Regions from separate parts of the Capra hircus genome. Here region 2 is linked to region 1. A link is a contact called in public Hi-C data. All regions are on one chromosome and are shown on one strand. The core of a region is the stretch at or near the end of the contact, and the rest is flanking DNA. Distances in the headings are between cores, read along the strand shown.

Region 1 (5,608 bases), core at 116-2,615:
CCCCTTGGGTGCCCTCAGCCCCTCACTTCCCTCCCGCACAACCCTTCTCACGCTGGTCTGCTTCCCTCCCTTGGCCCATGGGCCATGCAGAAGCTCCGAATCTCGGTTTTGTCTGCTCCTGCCAGTGGTAGCTTGTCATCTAACAATGCAGGGGGCCTTTGAAGTGGGAGGGGCGCAAGCACTCAAAAGCTGGCCGGCGTGGAGGTCTGGCGCTCACAGCGTGGCTCTGTCTGCTAGGTCGGGAACTACAAGCGGACGGTGCGGCGGATCGACGATGGCCACCGCCTGTGCACCGACCTCATGAACTGCCTGCACGAGCGGGCACGCATTGAGAAGGCGTATGCGCAGCAGCTCACCGAATGGGCCCGGCGCTGGAGGCAGCTTGTGGACAAGGGTAGGGAGGCCACCATGGGGCGTCTGGGGCGAACCGTCCACCCTCTCTGAGCCAGTTTCCTCTCTTGGAAGATCAGGGCAGGAGTTTGTCTCACAGTCTGGGAGCTGTGATTTTCTCCCAGCAGCACAGGCCAAGTGAGCTTTCCTCCCCTTTCCTGGGGACACAGGACTCCTGTCCTCCAGCAGCATCCGAGCCTCCCGTGGCAGTCCTTGTCAGCAGAGGACATGCTGCGCTTGCTGAGTTAACTCAGAGCAGCTCCATCGAGGCCCAGACTCTAGTAGCCTCCTGTCCAGTCAAGGGCCTTGCTGCTCAGCACCATGGTTTCTGGCACCAAGACTGCATATTTGTAAGTTCAGCCAAGTAGCCAGTCAGGCATGACTCAGTGGTGACATCCGGCAAAGTTGAACTGGTCTCCTACATTGCAGACAGATTCTTTACCGACTGAGCCACCAGGGAAACCCATTATACGATGCAGGTTTTACCTCCCTTCTGTCTCTCGCAAAACACTCAGACGATTCTAGAGCTCAGTGAGAGCGCTACCATGGATGTGTGGATGGTATTCAGAATGCACTTCCCAGCAGTAGAGGGGAGCTTTATTGACTACAGGATTTCCTGGGAAAGAAGTGGGTTTGTGAGCATTTCTCAGGGTGGGTTTGGAGGGGCTGACCAGGGGAAGCTAGGCCAGGATGAGGGGCCCCCAGGCATCAGGGGTCTAGACTCACTACGTGTCTTTCCCCGGATGCTGACATGGGCAACCTGGGGAGCAGAGAATAGCACCCTGGTGCAGAGTTGGGTGGCCGTGCGTGGGTGAGGCGTGGCTGGAGTGGGCCGGCTCCTCCAGGAAGCAGTGGCTGTCATTATTTTATTTCCACCTGCCTGAGTCCCTCTCTCAGGATCCAGCTGTCAGCAGTGTCCATACTGCTTACTCAGAGCCTGAGGTTCACAAAGCACTCTTTATTTCCACCTTTGTGGGTCCTGGTCCCCTCGGCAGGACCAGGAGCTGCTCATCTTGTAGACGTGAGAAGCCAGAGGTCCTGAGGGGCTAACAGTTACTCACGCACACACACCATATGTCTCTTGTCATTATCCACTCCAGCAGTCATTGTCCTCTGGGAGCACCCTGAGGGCAGGCCCTGTGTCCTCCTGTTCCATCCTCAGCTTCTGTCACAGCCCATCTCTCTGTCACCTCAGGCCAACTACATCCTCAGCAAAATGACAGGTCAGATTAGGAGTTTCCTTCCTGAGAACAGTGACTGAGGTGACCCAGGCAACCCTCCCTGCTGTCTGGAGAGCTCCATCCAGGCCAGAGCCAGCCAGATTCCTGTCTCGTCCTCTCCTTCCCCAGCCTGGGGCTTCCATTCTACTGAGGGCTCAGGCCTTCATTCCACAAGCTGGTTCCAGGGCCCAGCTCCTCGTGGAGGGAATGGGCCTCAGGGGAACGTGTGGTCCCACACAGGGGAAGCCAGGAGCCAGCAGGAGCCCGAGGGGTGGGCTCAGACTGGCCTGGCAGAGAGGTCAGTTCACTTCAGAATGCCCTCCTTCAAAGGCCAGCCTCAAGCAAATCAAAACTTCCAAGATGAAGAAACTTCGTCTTGGAGTTTTTCAAGAGCTCAGTGTCTTTACAAAAAGGAAATCTGTGTAATCCCCCAGTTTCCCTAACAAAAGAAAACAGATCCAGCTTCAGTTCCTTATTCTCTTCTTGATCCCAGGAACTGAAAAAGGAACAGCACTAAGAAAAATATCTGAAACAGCCAAAAGGAAGCCTCCCAGCCAGGCAGGCAGACTGCCAGCCTCAAACCCCATCCTAAGTGCCGAGGTGGGCTCACAGAGGGAATCCCCTCCCAGGGCCTGTCTGGGCCCCACAGTGCCAAGTGACCCACCAGCTTCTCTTCTGTGCCAGGGCCCCAGTACGGGACGGTGGAGAAGGCCTGGGTGGCCGTCATGACCGAGGCGGAGAAGGTGAGTGAGCTGCACCTGGAGGTGAAGGCCTCGCTGATGAACGAGGACTTCGAGAAGATCAAGAACTGGCAGAAGGACGCCTTCCACAAGCAGATGATGGGAGGCTTCAAGGAGACCAAGGAGGCTGAGGACGGCTTTCGGAAGGCGCAGAAGCCCTGGGCCAAGAAGCTGAAAGAGGTGCATCCGCCCCAGGGTCCTGCCCCGCCCGCAGGCACCCCTCCCACCCGCTGCCTGCTTCCCCTGGACAGTCCTCCTGCCCCCCCGGTGTTGCTGCCACTGCCTAGGCGCAGGGGGCCTGCTGAGTGCCTCGTGTGCCATTTTTACAGAACCCTTATCCACCCATTTTCCTGTCCTGGGAGCAGGGTGAGACCCACACACACAGCCTAGAACTCAAAACTGAAGCACCTCCCCCCGCCCCCACCCCGCTCCCACCCCCATGTCTTGAACCTTCTGGTCTGTCAGAATAGTAAGTCCTAGTTGCCAAAGGTTATCTGAGATGAAACCGTTGAGGAATAGTGCTTTTTAAGCAAGCTTCCTAAAACCCAGATTCCCAGGCCCTACCTCTAGAGATAGTGGTCAGGAGGTCAGAAGTGGGGCCTATTCACACTCAGTTTTAATAATCTCCCAAGTGATGCTGTGCCTGCTGGTCTGTGGACTACATTTTGAATAGCACAGTTTTAGAAGAGCTGTTGGTGGCATGCAAAAATGCTCTCAACCACTAACAAGGCCACTCCCAACCCTGAACTTTTAAATGGTTCTTTCTCTTATATGAGTTTTTCTCTCAAATTTGCAATGATGCTGATACTCATTATTTTACAAGCAGCAAATGGAAATCAAGCCTCACCCAGCCTTGGTTCTCCAGAGACTGTCATAACTACACCCCAGCCCTTAGCATAGGCAGACCTGGAGCCTGGGCCACCCCATTGCTAAGGGTGCCCCTACTTCCTGCCAGTCCCGTCCCCATCACGGACTTCTCTCAGGAACCACACTGCCTCCCTCCCTCTCAGAGTCACCCTGAGCAGACTTCCATCTCCGGGTTGTGACAGCAGGCTTTCCTTGTCTACTCCGTGTCTTGTCTATTTTGCCACATCCCCTGTCTCTTCTTTCTTGTCTCTGGTCCCATTTGTGATGACGGACTGCCTCATGAGGCTCTGGTTACAAACTCAGCTTTCTGCTCTAGAATGAAATCTGTGACTTTGGCTCAGTTAAGAAGCATCTATTAAATTACACACATACACACACATACACCCCCCATATCTATAGATATGTGTGTGTATTCATGTAAAACAGTCGTTAAAAATATGGAATGTGGCCTATAACCCTTTCTCCCAACGTTACACTTCTCTTGTGTTAGGTTTCCAGCTGCTGAGCCAGCTCTTCCCTCAGGCCCACACCTCCGTCACAGTCTCGCTGCAGGTCACCTGTGTGGCTTTCTCCAGCTGTTCTACGTACAGCTATAGCCCAGACCCCCCAGTGCACCTGCCTCTCTTCCCTGCTTGCTTCTCCTCCTCGGCGTTTGTCAGCCACTGCCTTACTGTTTCCTCTTTCTTGCAGCTGCCTCCCCCAGCTAGATGGTGAGCTGCGTGAAAGCTAGGCTCTTTGTCGAGCACTGTACTCCTTCTGCCTAGACGGTGTCTGACAACAAAGCAGGCACCCCGTCAGTATTCGCTGAAAGAACTCCTCTGTTTTAACGTGCTGTGATTATGCTGGACACACAGCTTTGCACCTGATCTTCCCTGTCCTCTTAAGAGTACAGGCACTGCCCACAGTCTGTGTAACCTTGAGCGAGGATTTTGACCTTTAAATGTGGTGTTTGGGAACTCCTTCTCCCTGTAGGTTGAAGCAGCGAAGAAGGCCTACCATGCAGCATGCAAGGAGGAGAAGCTGGCGATATCCCGCGAGAACAACAGCAGAGCCGACCCGTCCCTCAACCCTGAGCAGCTTAAGAAACTGCAAGACAGAGTAGAGAAGTGCAAACAGGATGTTCTTAAGGTAAATCGTGCAGGTTTTTTTGCATGTTGAGAGCACATGCCTCACCCGTCCACGTGTCCGGCGTGTGACGAGCCTTTGTCACTGCTCAGTCAGATCCATGGACAGATGGCTGCATCAGTGAGATCACCCGTCACCTCACCACAGCCCTGAGTGCCGCCTCAGGACAGGGCGGCACTGAGCACTGGGCAGGCAGGGGTGTGACTCCTGTGCGGGGTGGCCAGGGTGGCCGCAGGCAGGAGGCGGGAAGGACTAGCTTGTGAATGTCAACAGCAGGGAGCTGATGGGCGAGCTGGTATGGAGGGCTGTGAGGACCGGTGGGCTTGACAGTCAGGCCAAGTAAGGGCTTGGGACATTGCTGACAGAGAGCTGCTGGAAAAAGCTTTAAGAGCCTAAGAAGGGAGGGCAGATGTGAGCAAGGGTTCTGGAACCCTTAGCTCCCAGCTTGGCCCCTGGCCCCACTCCCATCCTGTGCCCTCTTCCTGCAGTGTCCACAGAAGGAAGTCCCAGCCTGGTTTTGGAGAGAGAGGTGAAGTTAGAGATGAGCTGAGCACTGAGCTTCAGGACTAGGGCATGATGCCCAGAGGGGAAGCAGGGGTCCTGAGCCTCAGAAGAGCTGCTGAGGGAAATAGGGGAATTAGGCAGCTGCACGTCTGTTTTGTGGTGGAGGAAATGGAGGAAGCTCGGAGCGGCCACCCAGAGGTGTGACCATGAGAGAGCTGTGCCCTCTACGAAGCTCCTCACTGCTGCCCCCAAGTGGGGGCAGAGACGCTGCTCCAGAAGCAGCAGGGCCGGGCCTGAGGCCTGCAAAAGCTCAAGGAGGGCCACTCCCTGCTCAGAAGGCCCCGTATTGTCGTCAGCGACAGAAGAGCAGAGAGCAAAGGCCAACCCCCGATCCATGGTCAAAGCCCATTTCAGGGTCTTGAGAGTGAGAACGACTGATAAATGGGTGACCCCAGCCCCACCATCCCTCCCTTCACCGTAGGAAGCTCCATCACGCTGATGGTCCCCTTCACTGTCAAAGTCACATGGTGGGGGGGGGGGGCAGGGAAGACTGTGTGGGTTTCTGACCTCATGCACATCCCTGCAAGGGAAACATGCTAACTTTAGACTTGTCACACTGTCCCTAAACCCCCTCGAGAAAAGGCTACACCTATGTTCGTAGTTTGTTTCTGGTGAAATCCCCTCTTGAGGACAGTTGGGAAGGAATAACTGTGTGTCGGGGGGTGTCATCAGGGAGGAAGGTGGTGTCGTGGGCTGGAGGAA
Region 2 (6,240 bases), core at 3,542-6,041, 100 kb before region 1:
AAGACCCAGCGCAGCCAAATAGATATAAATAAATAAACATTTTTTAAGAAGAAAATGATTCTACCAGACTTATAGGCAAACTCTTCTCATACACAATCTTCCCCCAGGCAGAAATGTCTCCACTACACCCAGAATTCCCCTGCTTTTCCACTGTTGCTCAGTCGCTAGGTCATGTCCAACTCTATGACCCCATGTAACATGCCAGGCTTCCCTGTCCTTCACTGTCTCCCAGACTTTGCTCAAACTTATGTCCATTGTGTTGCTTTTCCATTAACCAGGGATGGAACCCCAGTCTCCTGCATTGCAGTCAGATTCTTTACGGACTGAGCTACTATGGAAGAAACTTTCCATTAAGTCACCCAATATTGAAGGAGCATTAGCGGTTTGACAGCACCGGGTGCTGGGTCACACCGCTGAGCAAGACAGGGAAGTAAGTCCTTGCCCTGCAGAGTCCAGTTTGAGAGAGATGAAAAAGGAACATTCTCAGAGGTGGGTGAGCTCAAAGGGCAGGCTGCTCCGGTGGACCCTCAGAGGGTCCACGAAGAGCCTGGAAAGAGCTGACTGTGGCCTGGCAGGGGTTTTGGATGGGTCAGAGGCAGTGGTTGAGAGAGCCGGCTCTCTGGGTTGTGTCTGAATAGAGATGCTCAGGATTACAGGGACAATATGATCTGCTGGGGGGATGGGAGGGCTGGTTGCAGGGCACAAGTGATTTCTCCTGGTCTGGAAGGAGCTCAATCCCCAAAGTGGGTCTTGGTGACACGTCCGGGCTACTCAGGTCAGGCTGGGCCCCTCACCCCAAGCTGGCCCAGTGGAAACCCTTGAAGATGTGTTTCAGCAAGAACCATGAGGGACTTCCCTGGTGGTCCAGTGGCTAAGACGCCACGCCCGATACAGGGGGCCCGGGTTCAAACCCTGGTCAGGGAACTAGATTCCTGCATGCTGTAAATAAAAGATCTCTTCCTGCAATGAAGGTCCTGCACATGGCAACGAAAGAGCCCACGTGCCACAACTAAGGCTGGCACAGCAGAATCAGTGAGTTTTTTTTTTTTTAAAGAAGAACCAAGAGCTTCAGAGGCTGAAGCTGGGGGTTGTCTGGTCACTTTCTTCCCTTAGTCTTGACATTTCAGTTCTTCCTTTGATTGCATGAAACACCACTTGTCTCCTTCCTGTGACTCCGCTGCTATTTTTAGTCAGCTACACACAGTTGGCCGCAGTTCTAAGAATTTTAACCTGTACAAGTTCACTCACGGTACAGTCTGGAGAACAGATGGGAGAAGGGTCATCCAGACAATAGCTGGTAGTGTTTGGGAGAGAAAAGAGGTGTTTGGAAGGAACGTTGGCAGGACTTGGAGGGGAGGATGAGTGAGGAGGCGATGTGAGAACTCAGGTTTCTGGAAGGAGGTACCGTTTATGCAGGGCTGAAGGGAAGATGATGACTTTAGTTTTAGAGATGTTGAGCTTGAGGAATCTCAGGGACACTCCAGCGGGATGTCAGGGTGGCCCTCAAGGATCTGCAGTTGCGCTGTGACATAGATTCAAGGACCCATGGCACGCAGCTGGGAAGGGATGCTCCCGGAAATTGTCCGAGGCTGGGGACCCCAAGGAACAACAAGAAGAGGGCGGGAAGGAGCAGGCAGAGGAGCAAGGCCTCTCATGGAAGGCTCAGCATCTCAGGGAAGCCAGGATGCAGGAATGAGTGACCAGAGCTTCATGCGATCATTGAGCTCAGTCTTGAGAGGGGCTCTGGGACTTCACAAGCAGGGTCTCTGATGGGCCTGGTGACAGCAGGGCCAAAGTGCGGCAGGGAAATCTGAGGGGAAGTGGATCAGCCGTGAAGGCAAGTCTTCCAAACAGGGGGGTTAGGGAGAGAAGTGAGAGAGGGTGGCTTCGAAGGGCTGTGCCCCCAGCTGAAGACTATTACTTTTTATAGGCTTCCTTCCTTCCCCCATTCCACCCATTGGGTGCTCACTGTGTAACTTGGCTGTTTGAGGTCTTGGGGACACTTTGCTAAACAAGATGGGTCAGTCCTGGTTATCACGGAACATAAAATCCAGTCGTTGTGAGAGGAGAAAGCATCTTTCTTGAATAGTTTTATTGAGGTCTAATTTACATACCAGGGCTTCCTCGGTGACTCAGCGGTAAAGAATCCACCTGCTAATGCAGAAGACCCGTGTTCCATCCCTGAGTCAGGAGGAGCCCCCGGAGAAGGAAATCGCAACCCACTCCAGTATTCTTGCCTGGAGCATCCCTTGAACAGAAGAGCCTGGCAGGCTACAGTCCATGGGGTTGCAGAGTCAGACACGACTTAGCGGCTAAACAACAATAACAACCGTTTACACATTATGTACTTGTGTTTAGTCACTCAGTCGTGTCCGACTCTTTGTGACCCCATGGATTGTAGCCCACCAGGCTCCTCTGTCCATGGGATTCTCCAGGCAAGAATACTGGAGTGGGTTGCCATTCCTTCCTTCAAGGGATCTTCCTGACCCAGGGATCGAAGCCACGTCTCCCGCACACTCATTTTAAGTGTATAATTCAATGATCTCTAGCAAATTCACAGAGTTGTACAGTGATCATCGGAATCCAGTTTAACAACATCTTCATCACCCCTGACAAGACCTCTCAGGCCCATTTACGATAACTCCTTACTTGTACTTCTGGCTTCCAGCAACCACTGATCTATTTTCTGTTGCTACAGACTTGTCTTTTTTGAACATTTAATATAAATGGAATCTTATAATATGTGGGATTTTGGTTGGTTTGTTTGCTTCCTCTTGTTTCTTCCCCTTAGCCTCACATGCTTGAGATCCATGCATGTTGCAGTGTGTCTCAGCATTTCGTTTCTTTTTATTCATGAACGATGTTTCATTGTATGACTAGATACACCACATTCTATTTACCCATTACCAAGTAGATGACATTCGAGTTGCTTTCACTTCTTAGTCACTGTGAGTAATGATGCTGTGACCATCTGTGTATAAGTTTTTATATGGACAAGTGTTTTCATTTCTCTTGAGTGGATATGTAGGCTGCTAAGTCATAGGTGTGTGTGTGTGTGTGTGTGTGTGTGTGTGTGTGTGTGTGTGTTAGTTGCTCAGTTGTGTCTGACTCTTTGTGACCCCATGGACTGTAGCCTGTCTGGCTCCTCTGTTCATGAAATTTTCCAGCCAAGAATACTGGAGTGGGTATCTTCTCCAGCGGATCTTCCAGACTCAGGGATCAAACTCAGGTCTCCCAAATTGCAGGGAAATTCTTTACCATCTGAGCCACCAGGGAAGCCCAGGCCATACGTAAATGTATGTTTAACTTTTTGGGAAGCTGCCAAACTATTTTCCAAAGCAATCACACTATTTTACAATCCTACCGGTGGTGGGTGAGGGTTCCAGTTTCTCCACATCCTGAATAACACATATTATTTCTCTTTTTAGTTATAGCCATCCTGTGGATGTAATGTGGGGTCTCATTGTGGCTTTGATTTGCCTTTCCCTGATGACTAATGATGTTGAGCATCTTTTCATGTGCTGATGGACCAACCATTCCTCTGTTTTCTTGGTAGAAACAGTTTTAAACAGGTGAATTTTCCATTCCTCCTAGGAGATTGGACTTTTCTAATTCTGTGGTAAGAAAGTTCTGTTGACTCTTCCATGAAAATTTCTCTGATTATCTTGTCTATGCTGGTCTTCCTTTTCTCTTAAATTTTAAAGCAAAAGTCAGAGCATATCTGAGGCTTCAGGCCCTCCCAGAAAACTTCCCCTGTAACTTAAAATCAACTCAAGCTCCAGTCTCATTTCCCACTATGCTCTCCCTTCTGCCCTTTTGCAGGAGCTGTAGTGACCTTTGAGGATTTCACATTCACCCCTGCCTCCGGGCCTTTGCACTGGCAGGCCCCTCACCTGGAATTCCCTTCCCCTTGATCTCCATGGGGCCTGTTCCATCTGATCATGTGGAGCATTTTCTCAGAGAAACTTTCCTGATTATCAGTCTCTTACCATCTTTTTTGACTTTTTTCAAAGCACTGATTACTAGGCAAAGTTATCTTAGGTATGTCCTTGCTTTTTCACTTTCTCCATCACAAAACTATTAGCTCCGCAAGGGCAAAATAGCCCTGGCCCGATTGGTATGGCATATAGAGAATACCACGGGAAGAGGAGTCTAGAGGGCTATAGTCCATATGGTCACAGAGTCTGGCACGACTGAGCAACTGAGCGTGCACACCCATTTCTGGAGAAGTCACTCCAGGGCCTGGGGAGGGGAGAGAGCAGGGTGCCTATGCCAGACGGGCATGGCTGGTGGGGAGAGGACAGGCCAGGCTCCAGGGCGCTGAGAGCGTATCCTCTGTTCACTGGCTGAGTTGTGAGTGTCCCTCCCCGCAGAGGGACTTGTCATCTCATTCAGCACAGTACCCAGAACAGTGGCCAGTGGGTAGTAGGTGCTAAATAAGTCTTTGACTTCAAAGTCTGACTCTGGAATCTGAGTCTGGGGACGGAGGGGAGCCCCTGCCCACTGACTGGCTGTGTGACCATGGGTCTGCTCCTTCCCGTCCCTGAGTCTGTTTCCTTGTCTTCATAGCGTGCCTGATGGCATGAGGGTGAAGGCCATCCTTCCTTGTCAGGTGGAAAGAGGCCGTGCCTGAGCTTGTGCACCTGGGCCTGGCGGCCCTGGTGGCTGTCGGGCTATTCTTAGCAGTGATGACGATCACACAGCTTTGTTCTTGGATCTGCTGCCTCTGTTCCCACTGTCCCCAAGGGCAGCAGGCTCCAGACCCTACCCGCAGGCTTGCGGAGAAGAGCTGGAGTGCAGGGAATGTGGGTAAGTGCCAGGGGAGGGTGACCGGGCAGAGGCTGGGGTTGGGTGAAAGCTGAGTCACAGCCTTAAAAACTGGGGGAGGGGGTGTCACGGTGACATTAGGTTCACTTCCTGACAGCATGCCTCCAGGTGACTGAGCCCAAACAGAAAGGCTTTGAGAAGGCCAGGAAACCGGAGGACGGCTGAATGGAAAATTTTAATGAACAGCCACCCAGGAATCCCTTCAGCCTGGAAGCACCTTTGGAACACCAGCCCCAGCACCTGGAAAGGCCTGTCTCTTGGCTGGAGTAGATTTCCTACTTGCAGATATGATAGGAAGCCTCTGGGCATCCTTCTTCCCCAGCCATTCAGGCCCTGTCCCAGCCTCACAGCTCTGCCTGGGGACCACGGTGCTGGCCCTACAATCTGACATTCTCTCCTCCCTGTCCCCACCCATCGAAATCCTGCCCATTCCTGAGACCCAGTTAAAGCTCCATGTCCTTGAGGCTTTAAACCATCTTCTGGTTCGGTGCCTGCCACTGTCATCTGCCTGCCCTCGATTTTTCAGTTCACGTTTAACTCACTCTCACCTCTCTCTCCTCTCAGTAAACCATCCTGCCCTTTTCCCCCAGTTGAGTATGAGTCTGATGGCCTCAAACATTTTCATATAACTCCTCACATGTTTATCCAAATTTCTCATAGATGCTTTTTCTGATCTCAGAGTTCAATGACACCAAAGCCTGTAAATACAAAACAATTCCTTACTGGGGGGAAAAAAAATCACCATTCCTTAATATTTCCCCAAATGAGAGCTTGTTCTTGCTGTTCCGTCATTCAGTTGTGTCCGACTCTGTGACCCCGTGGTCTGCAGCACACCAGGCTCCTCTGTTCTTCACTGTCTCCCGGAGTTGGCTCAAATTCATGTCCACTGAGTCAGTGATGCTATCCAATCATCTCATCCTCTGTCATCCATTTCTCCTCCTGCCCTCAATCTCTCCCAGCATCAGGGCCTTTCCCAGTGAGTCATGTCTTCACATCAGGTGGCCAAAGTATTAGAGCTTCAGCTTCAGCATCAGTCTCTCTAATGAATACTCAGGGTTGATTTCCTCTAGGATTGACTGGTTTGATTTCCTTGCTGTCCAAGAGACTCTGAAGAAGTACTTCTCCAGCACGGTAGTTCAAAAGCATCAATTCTTCAGTACTCAGCCTTCTTTATGATCCAACTCTCACATCCGTATGTGACTACTTGGAAAACCATAGCTTTGACTAGATGGACCTTTGTCAGCAAAGTGATATCTCTGCTTTTTAATACATTGCCTCAGTTTGTCATAGTTTTACTCCCAAGGAGCAAGCGTCTTTTAATTTCATGGCTGCAGTCACCATCTGCAGTGATTCTGGAGCCCAAGAAGATAAAATCTGTCACTGTTTCCACTTTTCCCCTTCTGTGTGCCATGA

The links. A called contact is a pair of places that touch in the nucleus more often than the background predicts.
Region 2: a Hi-C map of blood shows a contact between it and region 1, with 3 times the contacts expected there. The contact joins two enhancer-like sites. A contact is called at or near these places in 2 of 5 Hi-C or Micro-C datasets (both in blood).

What each region holds. Positions count from the first base shown.
Region 1 is chr5:112,674,043-112,679,650 of ARS1.2, reverse strand. PACSIN2 (protein kinase C and casein kinase substrate in neurons protein 2) reads left to right here. Exons shown (of 10, transcript XM_018048866.1): 3 at 238-394; 4 at 2,295-2,530; 5 at 4,190-4,345. Among named protein-coding and RNA genes, the nearest start is that of ARFGAP3, 34 kb to the right of the region's middle. Within about 2 kb of position 1,365, at least 2 of the 5 cell types and tissues checked have an H3K27ac peak or open chromatin away from gene starts, as enhancers often do.
Region 2 is chr5:112,779,337-112,785,576 of ARS1.2, reverse strand. No RefSeq gene overlaps it. Among named protein-coding and RNA genes, the nearest start is that of PACSIN2, 11 kb to the right of the region's middle. Within about 2 kb of position 4,791, at least 2 of the 5 cell types and tissues checked have an H3K27ac peak or open chromatin away from gene starts, as enhancers often do.